4 separate regions of the Mus musculus genome follow, and regions 1, 3 and 4 are each linked to region 2. A link is a contact called in public Hi-C and HiChIP or PLAC-seq data. All regions are on one chromosome and are shown on one strand. The core of a region is the stretch at or near the end of the contact, and the rest is flanking DNA. Distances in the headings are between cores, read along the strand shown.

Region 1 (2,917 bases), core at 346-2,845, 610 kb after region 2:
ACGGCAGTGTCCCGGACAGTCAGACTGCAGACTTTTTGGAACCACACCTTGCATCATTCATCCTAGCATGGTAATTTCCCCTCGTCATCCCACTAATAATGTTTTGCCTAGGTGAATGCTGCTGGGTGAGCAAGTGGCGAATGACAGGAGCTTGGAATGCAGCCCCAGTGATGCAGATTACAGGTAGAAGCTTTGCTTTTGTTGAGTTGGAAGTGAATGAGAGATGGCTGATTGGGTTTGCTTGGTCATCATAGCAAAGTCACCGAAATACACAATTTAACAGAAACTGTGATTTTTTTTTTTTTTGGGTGTGGGGGCGTGGCAAGGGGAGGCTCAGTGATACTCTATGGAGCTTCATTGACTTTGAAAACCCCTCTTTGTCTCTCTTGGTCCCCCACACCTGACATCATTCCAGTTAGTTTTCCCTGGTAGCCAGCATCCCTTCCCTGACACCTTTCTTCTACTGGACAATCACTTTTCACCTATGAACAATCTCTTTCCCCACATTCAGTCTCTCTCACATGGTCAGCCCTTAGAGTTGAACTTCATGATCAATGTCGTGTCCTTAGTTTCAGGGATGTGCTGACTAGTGAACCCTAAGTGGACCCCAAGATTTCCTTGGGTACTGCCATATCACTCATGTAGCTCTGGTAGAGAACTTTCTAGAGAGAATTACCCTCCTTCCTCAAGCAAACAAACAGGTGATTTTTTTTTAAATCAATAATCATTGATTTTCTTGGATCTGACAATATATCAACACTCCATAATTTTTACTGAAGGCATTCTGTGTCAGGGAATTGTTCATTCTGAAACAGCAATCCAAGAATAATTTAACATAGAGGTATGGGGTTTATGGGAATGTACCTGAACAGTGATTTATAATAAGTGTGCATCACTGAAGTATACCACACTTGGGGAGGGGCACCTCGGATGCACCGCCCCACTTTCTGATCTAGTAGTCCAGGATAGGGTTGGAGAAGTCATATTTCTAAACAAGCTTCTAATTGTTGCTCGGGTGAGGGCTTGGGGTAGAGGCCACACTTCGAAAACCATGAATAGGTGCTAGAGGGTAACCTTTCTAAATGAACTTGAAATAGAAAACTTGCAAAGATGTTGGTTATAAATAATGTATAATGACAGAGTTGGCCCCTGTCAGGTGATAGAACACTCATATTCATCATGTTTAAGTAGAAAAGGAAACTGTTGGTGACATGGCACAAAAGTCCAGGGGTATGGATGACAGGTCTACCCAAGAGTATGACTATCTGAGTGACTTGAAATTCACCTATCTTTACTCCCCTAAGGACTGGCTCAAATCTCAAAGTGAGGGTAGTTTCTTCTCAGCTCTGCGAGGGTGGAACTGGAAGCAGTCCGAAGTCACTTGACTGGGAGATTGGGTTGAGAAACAGGGTGATGGTGGTTTGGGGCACGTCCACATGACCGAATTGTTTTCCACAAAACTTCTGCTGAATAAAACGTGAAATACGACTTTCGGCCTGTTTTCCCATCTCTAATGAATTCCAGACAGTTTGTAGAGTGTGGGAGTTTCCAAAACAGAGAGGTGGAATGACTGGGCTCAGCCAGTGTCCTTTTTATGGCCACAAGACAGCCCTGACATAGCAGACGCTTGCTTCCTCTTTGTTCTAAGCCTCAGCACACTTCTCATTCCTCTGATTGGAGTGGGTGGGTGGGGGTGGGGCTATGAAGAAGGAAGGACAGGGCCAGTGTTGGGTCAGACAAATTAAGTTCCTAAGAAAGTTCCAGACTCAGGATTTACCAGAAATGCAACTTGTGCCTGGGTTTAATCTACTTAGACCCAAATGTTTTGGATTATGTGTTTTTGCTGTTGTTGCCCAATGAACTTCTCCAGAGAAAGAACCCTCATCTGCTCTGACCATAAAATGGTGAAGAGTTTTCACCACCACTTCAGGAAGTCTAAATTTAGGAGAAGGTAGACTTGAACTTAAATCTCACTTTTTCCACCCATTATCTGAGCACCCTGAGCATGGTACGACGGGGTGGGGGTGGGGGTGGGGAGCGCCAGCTTCAGTGCAGGACTGAGAGGAGCTAAGGAGTTGGCAACAACACAGCATGAAGCTTTTGTGTGAATTCACAGATTTGTAGGGTCTGGGGACATAGTTCAGCCAGTACATGCTTGCCCGCTTAAGTGTGAGGATCTGAGTTTGGTCTCCAGGACCCATGTAAAATAGTAGGGTGTGGTGGTGTGTGTTTATAACCAAGCCTTAGGAGATAGAGATAGGTGGATCCAGGGTTTTGCGTGCTAGAGGGCTCAGTCTGCTTAGTAAGCTGCAGGCCAATGAGGCCCCCCCACTCCACCCTAGAATAAGTGGATGGCAACCGAGGAACCACAGCCTGGCCTCCACATGCACTTGTACACATATTCCACCCCCCCCCCCACATGTATCTGTACACACATGAACCTTCTCACATACACATATAGAAATGTGAAGAAACATATGAGTGTAGTGGTCTGCCAAATCCTGGCTGTTAGTCCCTCCTGGTTCCCTTCACACATATCACCAATTAGGTTTTTAATTTGAAATGAATTTTCAGTTTTGACGCCACAATAAGGAGAGAATAACCAAGAACAGTCAAGAAGAGAAATAAGTCCATAGATAAGGCCCCCATACAATCTCCACGTTGTATAATCAGCATTGAGAGTTGAGCCAGGTCAAATAGTGGGGACTGGTGGGATGCCTCAGAGGGAGATATTTAAGGCTGGCACGAGCTATTTACATACAAGGCGTTGTTACCCTTTGTCGCCAGTGCAGTCTTTGTCTTTATCAACATGTTTCCTTTCATCATAATTACAGAGCATGACTGGGTGGAGAACGCACAAGAAGAGGCACTAATTGGAGTTGTGCAATATCATGGACGCTCAGTGCACTGCTGTTGT
Region 2 (2,902 bases), core at 330-2,829:
CATATACTAAACACTTCCCAAACATCCCTCATTTAGCCTCTGTGGCAGATTTTCTACTAACCCCGGTTTACCTAAGAATCAAGGAAGGCTGGGGGAAGTTAAGACATTCCTCCACTGGCCTGGAGAGATGACTCAGAGGTTAAGAGCATTTGCTGTCCTTTCAGAGGACCCAGATTCAAGTCCCAGTTCCCACGTGGCAGCTTAGAATCATCTGTAACTCCAGTTCCAAGAGCTCTGGCACCCTCTTCTGACCTCAGCAGGCACAAAGCATGCGGGTACAGCACATACACAATGCAGGCAAGACATTCATTCACAATAAATTAGTTTTGTTTTGATTTTTTAGGAACTACTTTTCTCCAAAGTAAATTGCTGGAGTCCATTGCCAGGCTATCCTAAACACCAGTGGCAGAAGACATTTTCATAAAGCCCCCAATGATTTCCTCAACTGCCTTTCTAATCAGCTAAACAACTAAGTCTGACTTCGCCTCAAGTATATTTTACTACTCTTTGTTTTAGGGTAAGTTGGTGGTCTTAGTAGAGCACTTTGAGTTTGGTTAAAAATTAACAGTTGCAAATTTAGAAACACTGTTACCTTAGGCACTGCCATCTTAGAAGCCTAGGAGTCAGGGGGATCCTGGACACCACAAGAAAACAACCCACAGCATCAACTAAGCAGGGCTCATAGGCGCTCACAGAAACTGAAGCGGCTAGCACAGGGCCTACGTGTGTCTGTGCTAGGTTCTCTGTGTATGTGTTATGGTTGTGTAGCTTGGTGGTCTTGTAGAAGTTGTTTTCTTAGGTAAATGTTATTTGTTTAATATTGGAATAAAACTAAGAAACCTTTCTGGCCTGGGAAGCCATGTTTCTGCCCAGGAACACAGAGCACCTCCAGCAGCTGTCTGCTTTGAAGCTGCTAAGAGCTCGCTCAGGAAGAAGTGAAGTCATCCGCTTCTATCTATCTTCTATCTATAACGATGGCACAACGGTTCAGTAATTTTGCCACAGGACAGCAGAAATGAAGGGCGAAGAAAAAGGCGAGCTGGCAATCACTTTATTTCAGTTCACTTCAGTCAAACCCTTGCTCCCATTTTTTTTTTTTCTAGTGTGATTTCACACAAAGTGACTCATGAAAATTGCACGCATATGTGGGGAGATTAGCAATACCGGACTTCAGTGACACTGAGGCCGGCTTCCATTCCATTCCACTTATATTGACAGCTGAACAGCTGCTTTTTTTTTTTTTTTTTTTTTTTTTTTTTTTTTTTTTTTCTCCCTTCAGGGCAAAGAACACACACAAGCGATGTGTTTAAAAAGAGATGGTTTGTATTTAAACTGCCAGAGAGAACTGACACCACCTTTAGTTTAGGTAGGGGATTTCCGCTAGTTACTTTTTGTCCTAACATTGGATAAAGCCCACTGCTCTGAGTCACTAACCACTTCCAGCCAATCACAGACAGACCAACACACCCGCCCGCAGCCAATTTTCTGAGCCCTGCCGTGCTTTAACCGCAGAACCAATCCGAAGGACCCGCTGTCATCTTTCATCCAGCTGGTTGTCGCTGCCGCCGCCTCCAGATTCCGAAGGCGAAGCTCGCGAAGCAGAGGAACATGGACGTGAACCTCGCCCCGCTCCGTGCCTGGGACGATTTCTTCCCGGGCTCTGATCGTTTCGCCCGGCCGGACTTCAGGGACATTTCCAAATGGAACAACCGTGTAGTGAGCAATCTGCTCTATTACCAGACCAACTACCTGGTGGTGGCTGCCATGATGATTTCGGTTGTTGGGTAAGTGGGGTCTTCTGCCTGGAGCACCTGTCCAGGGTCAGGACGTAGGGACCACGAGGACAAGATCGCGAAATGCAAGACTAGGTCCACACGGAGCGCCTGCCTCAGGGAAGGGTCTCGGGAAGTGGCCCACCCAGTGGAAACTTGTTCTCAGGGCGAGGCCACAGCTCTCTGAGGTCCCCTTTCTTTCTCTTTTTGCTCTAGAGGCTTGAGCAGGGACCCTGGGAGGGAAGAGGTGAGGAAAACGCTGAGAACTTGGGACAATGAGAACTACCCCCTCCCACGTCCCCGTGCTGAAGATATTCGCCTGTCAGATGTTTGTAGCACAGTGGGTGTTTTAAAAATAAGAAAAAATGTGGTGGTGTTGTAACCTTGTCCTGGGGCTGCCTAGCAAAGCCTGGAGTGACAGGGTGTGGACCCAGGGCTGTGTTTAAGTGGCCTCTCCGGCTAATGTCTGTCTATACTGTACATAGAACTGAGCTTCCGCTCAGGCGGATGCGAGTCTCCTGGTGGCGCATCTTCCCCTGTGAGGTGACTCTGGAAACGAGGCCCCCTGACATTTTCTTTTCCCCTAGAAGTTGCCGGACACGGTCGCTTTAGCTTTGCTCCTTAGCCTGGGGTCTTAAACATCTCTGAAGGCCTTTTCGATGCTGGTTAAGAAGTTTCCTGTGCTAAGTAAGGTTATACGTGAACATTCTGGCGCACATACACGTACACATTTCCGCACCTGTTTCCTGAGAAGCTGTTTTTCCTTGTAGGTTACCCTTTAAAAATGCTTCTTCCACCTTTTAACAAAATAAATGGTTATATTCGCCATTTTATTATCTCTTATACGAATTTAAATAGAAGGTTTTACAAAACACCCTCTTGCCCTAAAAGAAGTCCTTTTCTAAGGTTTCTCTTTCCGAACAAACCCAAAGAGAAAGAGAAGCTGCTAGGGAGAAAAACAAAAAACAATCCCAAAAAGGAGAGAGAAGAGATGCACACTCGGGGCTCTTAGGAAGGGGTGCGTGATAAGGCGCTGTCTTAAGTTGGCCTGAGGTTAGCTGGCTTATTTACTTAGCTACCTCTGGGCACCAGATCCCACGCCAAGCTCTGAGCGCACCAAGATGAATCAG
Region 3 (2,700 bases), core at 6-2,505, 670 kb after region 2:
GAAGTATCTTGTTAATTTGTCATATTTTCATTCTTTTGACAACTTCACACACACACTATAGCTATCTATCTATCTATCTATCTATATGTAAAATGTGCCTTGATTATACAAGTAGTATTTGGGGCATGTTGGGTTAAATATATTAATAACAATGATTTTTACCCACATTTTGTTTTTGCTTTTTAACGTACCTGCTGGGAAGTGTATACATACCTGTTCGTTTCCCTTCTGTTTTTGCTGAGCAGAGTGCCTGTGGGGGCATCCATACTAGGAATGTGACATTATTCCGAACTATACTTTGATTTTGAGAGTTGATTTTGAAATCCATCATCAAGTATGGAATTAGATCCTTTGGATTGCCAAGCTAGTTTCTCAGTAACCCATAGCGCATATGCAATAATGACAGCAAGAATGAAACTTTTTTTTTTCAGTCAGAAAAGCAATTTCTAGAAACCATGAGCTCTGCAGAGCTAAAATTTCATTCTCATTGTTTTATTTTTAAGCTCTATTTTAAGTTTCTTCCAGGACGAAAATGTTCAGTCCCTTCTGGATTCTGATGTCCTGGTAAATCTTCTTTGTGAACCTGGGGGATGTGATAGAACTGGCACAAGAGAAAATTAATTTGGTTGGGATCCATGAATGGAGCGGGGGGTAATGGGCAAGCCTTGTGGAGGCTGTGTAATCCATCACTGTACAAGGTTTGCTAGGTTGCCGAGCTGCGTGGCACCTTCTGTTTCGGGCAGCATCGTGCCAAGATTAACTCCTGTAGAACCCTGCTCTTCTGTATTAGGAGAAAGCATACGCATAATAGAATGTGACTATAGAACATGTATATTCGCAGTCAATAAAAATGCTTCTATCTGTCCTTCTGTATGTATGGTGTGTGTGTCCATTGTGTGCTCTGAAATAAAATCAAATGGGCTTTACCACAATTTTTTCTCTTTCATCCTAGGGTATTTTCCTACCCTTTATTTTCTACTAATTTGAACTCCAAACTCACTGTATCAGGGTACTGTCTTGTTGAAGGCAAGTCAATGCTGGGAGCCATTTAACTCCATTTATCAATCACATGACACTGGACTTGGTGATATATTAAGAACAAGATGCCCCCTCCTCCACCCCTCAACTTCCCACTGTTTTGCTTCTTTCTCATTGTTGAAACCCAGAATTCAAAACTGGTTTGGAGGCTCTGTGTAGAAGTGCATTCCAGAGCATGCCACTAAATGGGATATAAATAGCATTTGCCCTGACAGAGCTGGAGTTTTCTCAGCTCTAGAGACATTGAAGCCTTTGTTTTGTGGGTCACTGGCCCCTCCCCCTCAAGCCTGAGTCATAAAGCCCGAAACACTAATGAGGTTGCTGAAATGTAAAATCTAATTGGTAAGATGTATGGGAAACCATGAGCGAGTAGAACCCTAAACCTCAATTCAAGTGACTTCCCTATCTGGCCCATAGCTTGCATACGTTGTCATCTGTTGTTCCAAACCCTTCAGTTTAGTTGTTTCTTCCAGTAGGATCAAAGTAGGCCTAGACTGGGCTGGGGATGTATAGCCATATAGGTTAATAGAAGGATCCTGAATTCTCCATTTAGAAAAGGGGAAAAGTCCATGAAAGAAAGAGTATGTTGTATTTTTAAATTTTTAATATATATGTGTATATATAATCTGCATACTTGATTATACATTTAAATACAGATATAAACTTAATTATATATATGTATACATGTATAAGCTTGATTATATTTGTACACATATATAATTGTATGTGTATGTATATAAATGTATATATGTATATGTAAATATATATTATATATCATACTTATAGCTATATAACATATTTTATATAGAACATAGTATATTTATATTAAATATTTATGATATATATATTGTTTTATATATATATATATATATATATATATAAAACAAAATAGTTTTCTATTGTATTCTGAATGTACATATAATAGTTCATTTATCAAAGTATCACCTGTATCTGGCTTGGAATAACTCTGAAATAAGAATGGCTTTTATATTTAGCATTTTCCCCAGTTATCTGAAATTGAAGAATCAAGAAAAAAGAAGACATAATAAAGAAAGACCAAACATGGCTCACCAAGTCTAAACTATGTTGCTGGTCTGTGGGTTCCTAGCCTTGTATCCACAGAGCTGCTTGCTGCCTGCTATAGGGTGTACTTGCTGCTAGACTCATCAACAAACACATAATTCCCCAACATTCTTTCTTTTTCTATCTCTGGTTCCATATAGATACTGGGCAAATAACGTTTACAAAGTGATGCCTCTGCCTTCACAGTCCTGGGAGGTGGAGTGACAGTCACCAAGGGAGGTCTGTGTAGCTCAGCCTCTGCTTCCCTCTTTGCTGTGTATTATGGAATTGTGACTAATTGATTTTCCAGATTTTGAATTCATCCACTCCCTCCCCCCCACAGACCACTTGCTTGCTTTTCCTGGTGACTTCCTCATTTTCCTTTATTTTTTTCTTCCCCAAAGTCTCCTACTGCCCTAGGTAAAACCCATCTTTCCTCTCACCTGAATACCGTCAGTTGGTGTCTCTGAGGTATACTTAACATTTTTTTTTCCTGTGACTTCAAGTTTCGTGCTATGTTCAGCATGGAGCTGTCATCTAGCCTTGATTTTGTAATCATGAACCCAGGCTACCTTGACAAGTATCCCAAGCCAGGTGGCA
Region 4 (2,905 bases), core at 161-2,660, 760 kb after region 2:
CCTTCTCCATGGCGTTTCCCTTGAACTTTGTTGAGAATCAGTGCAGCCAGGAAGTCCATTAGCCACAGACTTTGCACTTTTTTGATACTTTCTTCTATATGATCTCATTGCAAATTGCTGATGAAAAATCTGGTATTATGTAGAGATTGGACTTAGTGAATCAAAGTTGTTGAAGTTTCAGTTTTGAGCACTTAAGTTTAGGTAGACAATCTGCTTTAATGAGCTTGGACCAAAGTGGCTATCTTTTCAAAAGGTGGCTTTGTTAGGGAGAAGGCTCAGTCAATAAAACGTTACTCTGTATGAATAAGGATCTGGGCTGGGTTCCCTAGCATCACCAAAAAAGTTGGCTATGGCAGCTCTTGCCTCTGGTCCCAGAGCTGGGGAGGGGGAAATCTGGAACTTATTGGCTGGCCAGCCTAACACTCTTGTCAGTTCCAGGCCAAGTGAGAGATCTTGTCTCAAGAAGCAAGGCAGAAAGCAACTGGGAAAGACACTAGATATTGACTTCTGGTCCACTCATGCATGTGAAAACACACACACACACACACACACACACACACACACACACACACACACACACCACGCGGATTTTTCTTCAGTGTTATTTATCTACTGATCTTTCTAACTCTGAGGATAACTTACCAGAAACAGTCCTTGATCATGAGAATAAGCAGATTTCTGTGAATAGGGTATGATGTTTCCAGCCAGGTGTGGTGGCACATAACTTTAATCTCAGCTCTCAGGAGGCAGAGACAGAGAAGAGGCAGAGAGGCAGAGAGGCAGAGAGGCAGAGAGGCAGAGAGGCAGAGAGGCAGAGAGGCAGAGAGGCAGAGAGACAGAGGCAGGCAGATCTCAGTGATTTTGAGGGCAACCTTGTCTGAATAGTGACTTCTAGGTCATACAGTGCCTTATCTCAAAACAACAAACAAAATAAACAATGATGACCAAACCAAACCTAACCAAACCAAACAAAACCATCCCGTATTTCTGTAAGGCTTAATGGGAGTTTTTCACTACAGACAGACAGAGGTTTAGTAGCAGTAAACATGAGTTCTGAGATGAGGAACCAATAGTTTTCGTCTTATTTTGATGGTGTTATCTTAGGAGCTGATGAAACAAAACAAACCTCCCCACCCTTTCCCTTCTAAAGTCCTTTTTTTAGGCCATTTCTTGATATTTGCCCACACTTTTTGCCTTTTGGTCTTGCTGTCTAATCTAGGGTGAATAGAGATGAAAAAATAATAGAAATGGTCTCAGCGTGTTTGGGTCTGTCATCCCAACAGCTTTGAGATCATGACCAGATTTTATACCAGGTCACACAGCGAGAAAAAAATCCCAAATGAACTCTGAATCCCTGGGCACAGGAAGGGCTTCTTGTTTCCACAGCAGTTACAAATGACCAAGATACCCCACTTCCTCCTTTCCCTGATGAAACTGGAAATACAAAAAACAATCTTTCATATCACCCCTGCCCTTGTCTGAAGTTTTCAACGTAGTAATTTCTTTTCCACCATCTTTTCCCTGATTTATTTTAAAAAGTTTCTTTTTAATTAGTATAATGAAGTCATCACTCTCTTAATGAGTCCTATTAAGGTAACAGTACCAGGGCCAAGAGAATGGATTGGTGGATAAGGCAGTTCTTGCCAAAGCATGAGAAGTAAAGTTTGAGTCCCCAGAACCCATGGTAAAACCTGGCAGGTGTATTGTCTGCCATGATACTAACACTCTTGGGACAGAGACAGGAAAATCCCTGGGGCAACCTGATTAGCTAGACTAGTCAGCAATATTGAGTTCCTGGTTCAGAAACAGATCCTACCTCAATAAAGGAAGTGTAAAGCCACCAAGAAAGGCATCTAGCTTTCATGTGCATGTATACACATGAAATATCCACTGATGTGTATGCCTATATACATGCAAACATGCATGCACGTTCCATAAGTATGTAAATATGCAATCAAACAAAATACAAAATAACATAATGTGAAATAAGCAATGTAAGTTCTTTCCTTTAATTCACCACATTGATAGCTGTATTTGTGGTTCACTTATTACACTGCAGCTTACATTGATGTGGGAAAACAAACTGTGGCTTGTCATGTGGTTGGTGGTGTAATTTCCTGGGAATCTGGCAAAATGACTTCAGTGGATTTTACATCTTTTTATCTGGTAATTGCACTTAGGATTTATTTTTCTCCTTGGGGACAAGGAGTAGGCAATAATCAGAGAGTCACATAAGTTCTTAAGATTTGTATCACAGTTAGTTCCTTTGTACAAACAGTTCTGCTTTAAATTGAGATAACGTCCTTGATAAAGCTTGTTTAATATGAAATAAGGCCTTAGGGAAATATGTCTTTGAGTCTGATGGCAGTAGGACATGGGGAATCTTCTTTACCAGTTCTGTTCAGTTTTTAACTGATCTCTGGGAGGTCATGTTAAAAATATTGACTTAAACAATAAGCAGGCTATAGAAAAACAGTATAGCTAGCACGAATGGCAGATAGGAGATTAGAACCCCTGTGTAGCAATAAGAAAGCCATGGAATGTATTTAGGTGTGTGTGTGTATGTATGTGTGTGTGTGTGTGTGTGTGTGTGTGTGTGTGTGTATAATATAGATGCTCAGCTTTGCCACTTGTTACAAAAAAAGAACAAAAAACAAAAGCAAAACCTCAGTCTCATTAGAAATTAGGAAATCTTGCATTTAAGCTATAGCCAGATACTGTGCAGTCTGGCAGAACTTAGAATGTGTGATACATATTTGGTGAGAACTGGGACATCAGAACATACCTCTCAGATACTGCCTGAAGGATCTTCATTGAAAAGCCCCTCAGGGGACCATTTGGCAACATTTAACAAAGCTTTCTGCGTAGCATCCCAGGAGCTGGCAATTCCACTTCAGAGTCAGGA

What was found. Hi-C and Micro-C count contacts between places; a contact is called where the count stands out from the background. HiChIP or PLAC-seq counts read pairs in DNA pulled down with a chosen protein or histone mark.
Region 1: a contact with region 2 is called in an H3K27ac HiChIP or PLAC-seq map of the NIH/3T3 cell line, with 4 times the contacts expected there. The contact joins the enhancer-like site here to the promoter of Arl6ip5 in region 2. A contact is called at or near these places in 4 of 39 promoter capture datasets (the 3T3-L1 cell line, maxillary cranial neural crest and pre-B cells), 1 of 484 Hi-C or Micro-C datasets (muscle stem cells), 5 of 115 datasets of contacts at active chromatin or transcription factors (the NIH/3T3 cell line, astrocytes, bone marrow-derived dendritic cells and 2 more) and 1 of 9 other capture datasets (adipose tissue).
Region 3: a Hi-C map of adipose-derived mesenchymal stem cells shows a contact between it and region 2, with 5 times the contacts expected there. The contact joins the enhancer-like site here to the promoter of Arl6ip5 in region 2. A contact is called at or near these places in 5 of 39 promoter capture datasets (the 3T3-L1 cell line, the HPC-7 cell line, cranial neural crest and 1 more) and 1 of 484 Hi-C or Micro-C datasets (adipose-derived mesenchymal stem cells).
Region 4: a contact with region 2 is called in an H3K4me3 HiChIP or PLAC-seq map of bone marrow-derived macrophages, with 4 times the contacts expected there. The contact joins the enhancer-like site here to the promoter of Arl6ip5 in region 2. A contact is called at or near these places in 3 of 39 promoter capture datasets (the HPC-7 cell line, cranial neural crest and second pharyngeal arch cranial neural crest) and 7 of 115 datasets of contacts at active chromatin or transcription factors (bone marrow-derived macrophages, craniofacial prominence, embryonic forebrain and 2 more).

The regions. Positions count from the first base shown.
Region 1 is chr6:97,819,191-97,822,107 of GRCm38.p6, forward strand. The region is part of intron 1 of Mitf (melanogenesis associated transcription factor); the gene reads left to right. Among named protein-coding and RNA genes, the nearest start is that of Mitf, 14 kb to the left of the region's middle. Within about 2 kb of position 1,596, at least 99 of the 459 cell types and tissues checked have an H3K27ac peak or open chromatin away from gene starts, as enhancers often do. A contact at or near this core is called in the NIH/3T3 cell line, adipose tissue, bone marrow-derived dendritic cells and 1 more, where this site is marked.
Region 2 is chr6:97,209,213-97,212,114 of GRCm38.p6, forward strand. Arl6ip5 (ADP-ribosylation factor-like 6 interacting protein 5) reads left to right here and starts at 1,580. Exons shown (of 3, transcript NM_022992.2): 1 at 1,580-1,784. The coding sequence starts at 1,609.
Region 3 is chr6:97,882,451-97,885,150 of GRCm38.p6, forward strand. All of the region lies in intron 1 of Mitf (melanogenesis associated transcription factor), which reads left to right. Among named protein-coding and RNA genes, the nearest start is that of Mitf, 77 kb to the left of the region's middle. Within about 2 kb of position 1,256, at least 82 of the 459 cell types and tissues checked have an H3K27ac peak or open chromatin away from gene starts, as enhancers often do. A contact at or near this core is called in the HPC-7 cell line and adipose-derived mesenchymal stem cells, where this site is marked.
Region 4 is chr6:97,970,226-97,973,130 of GRCm38.p6, forward strand. All of the region lies in intron 2 of Mitf (melanogenesis associated transcription factor), which reads left to right. Among named protein-coding and RNA genes, the nearest start is that of Mitf, 160 kb to the left of the region's middle. Within about 2 kb of position 1,411, at least 8 of the 459 cell types and tissues checked have an H3K27ac peak or open chromatin away from gene starts, as enhancers often do. A contact at or near this core is called in bone marrow-derived macrophages, where this site is marked.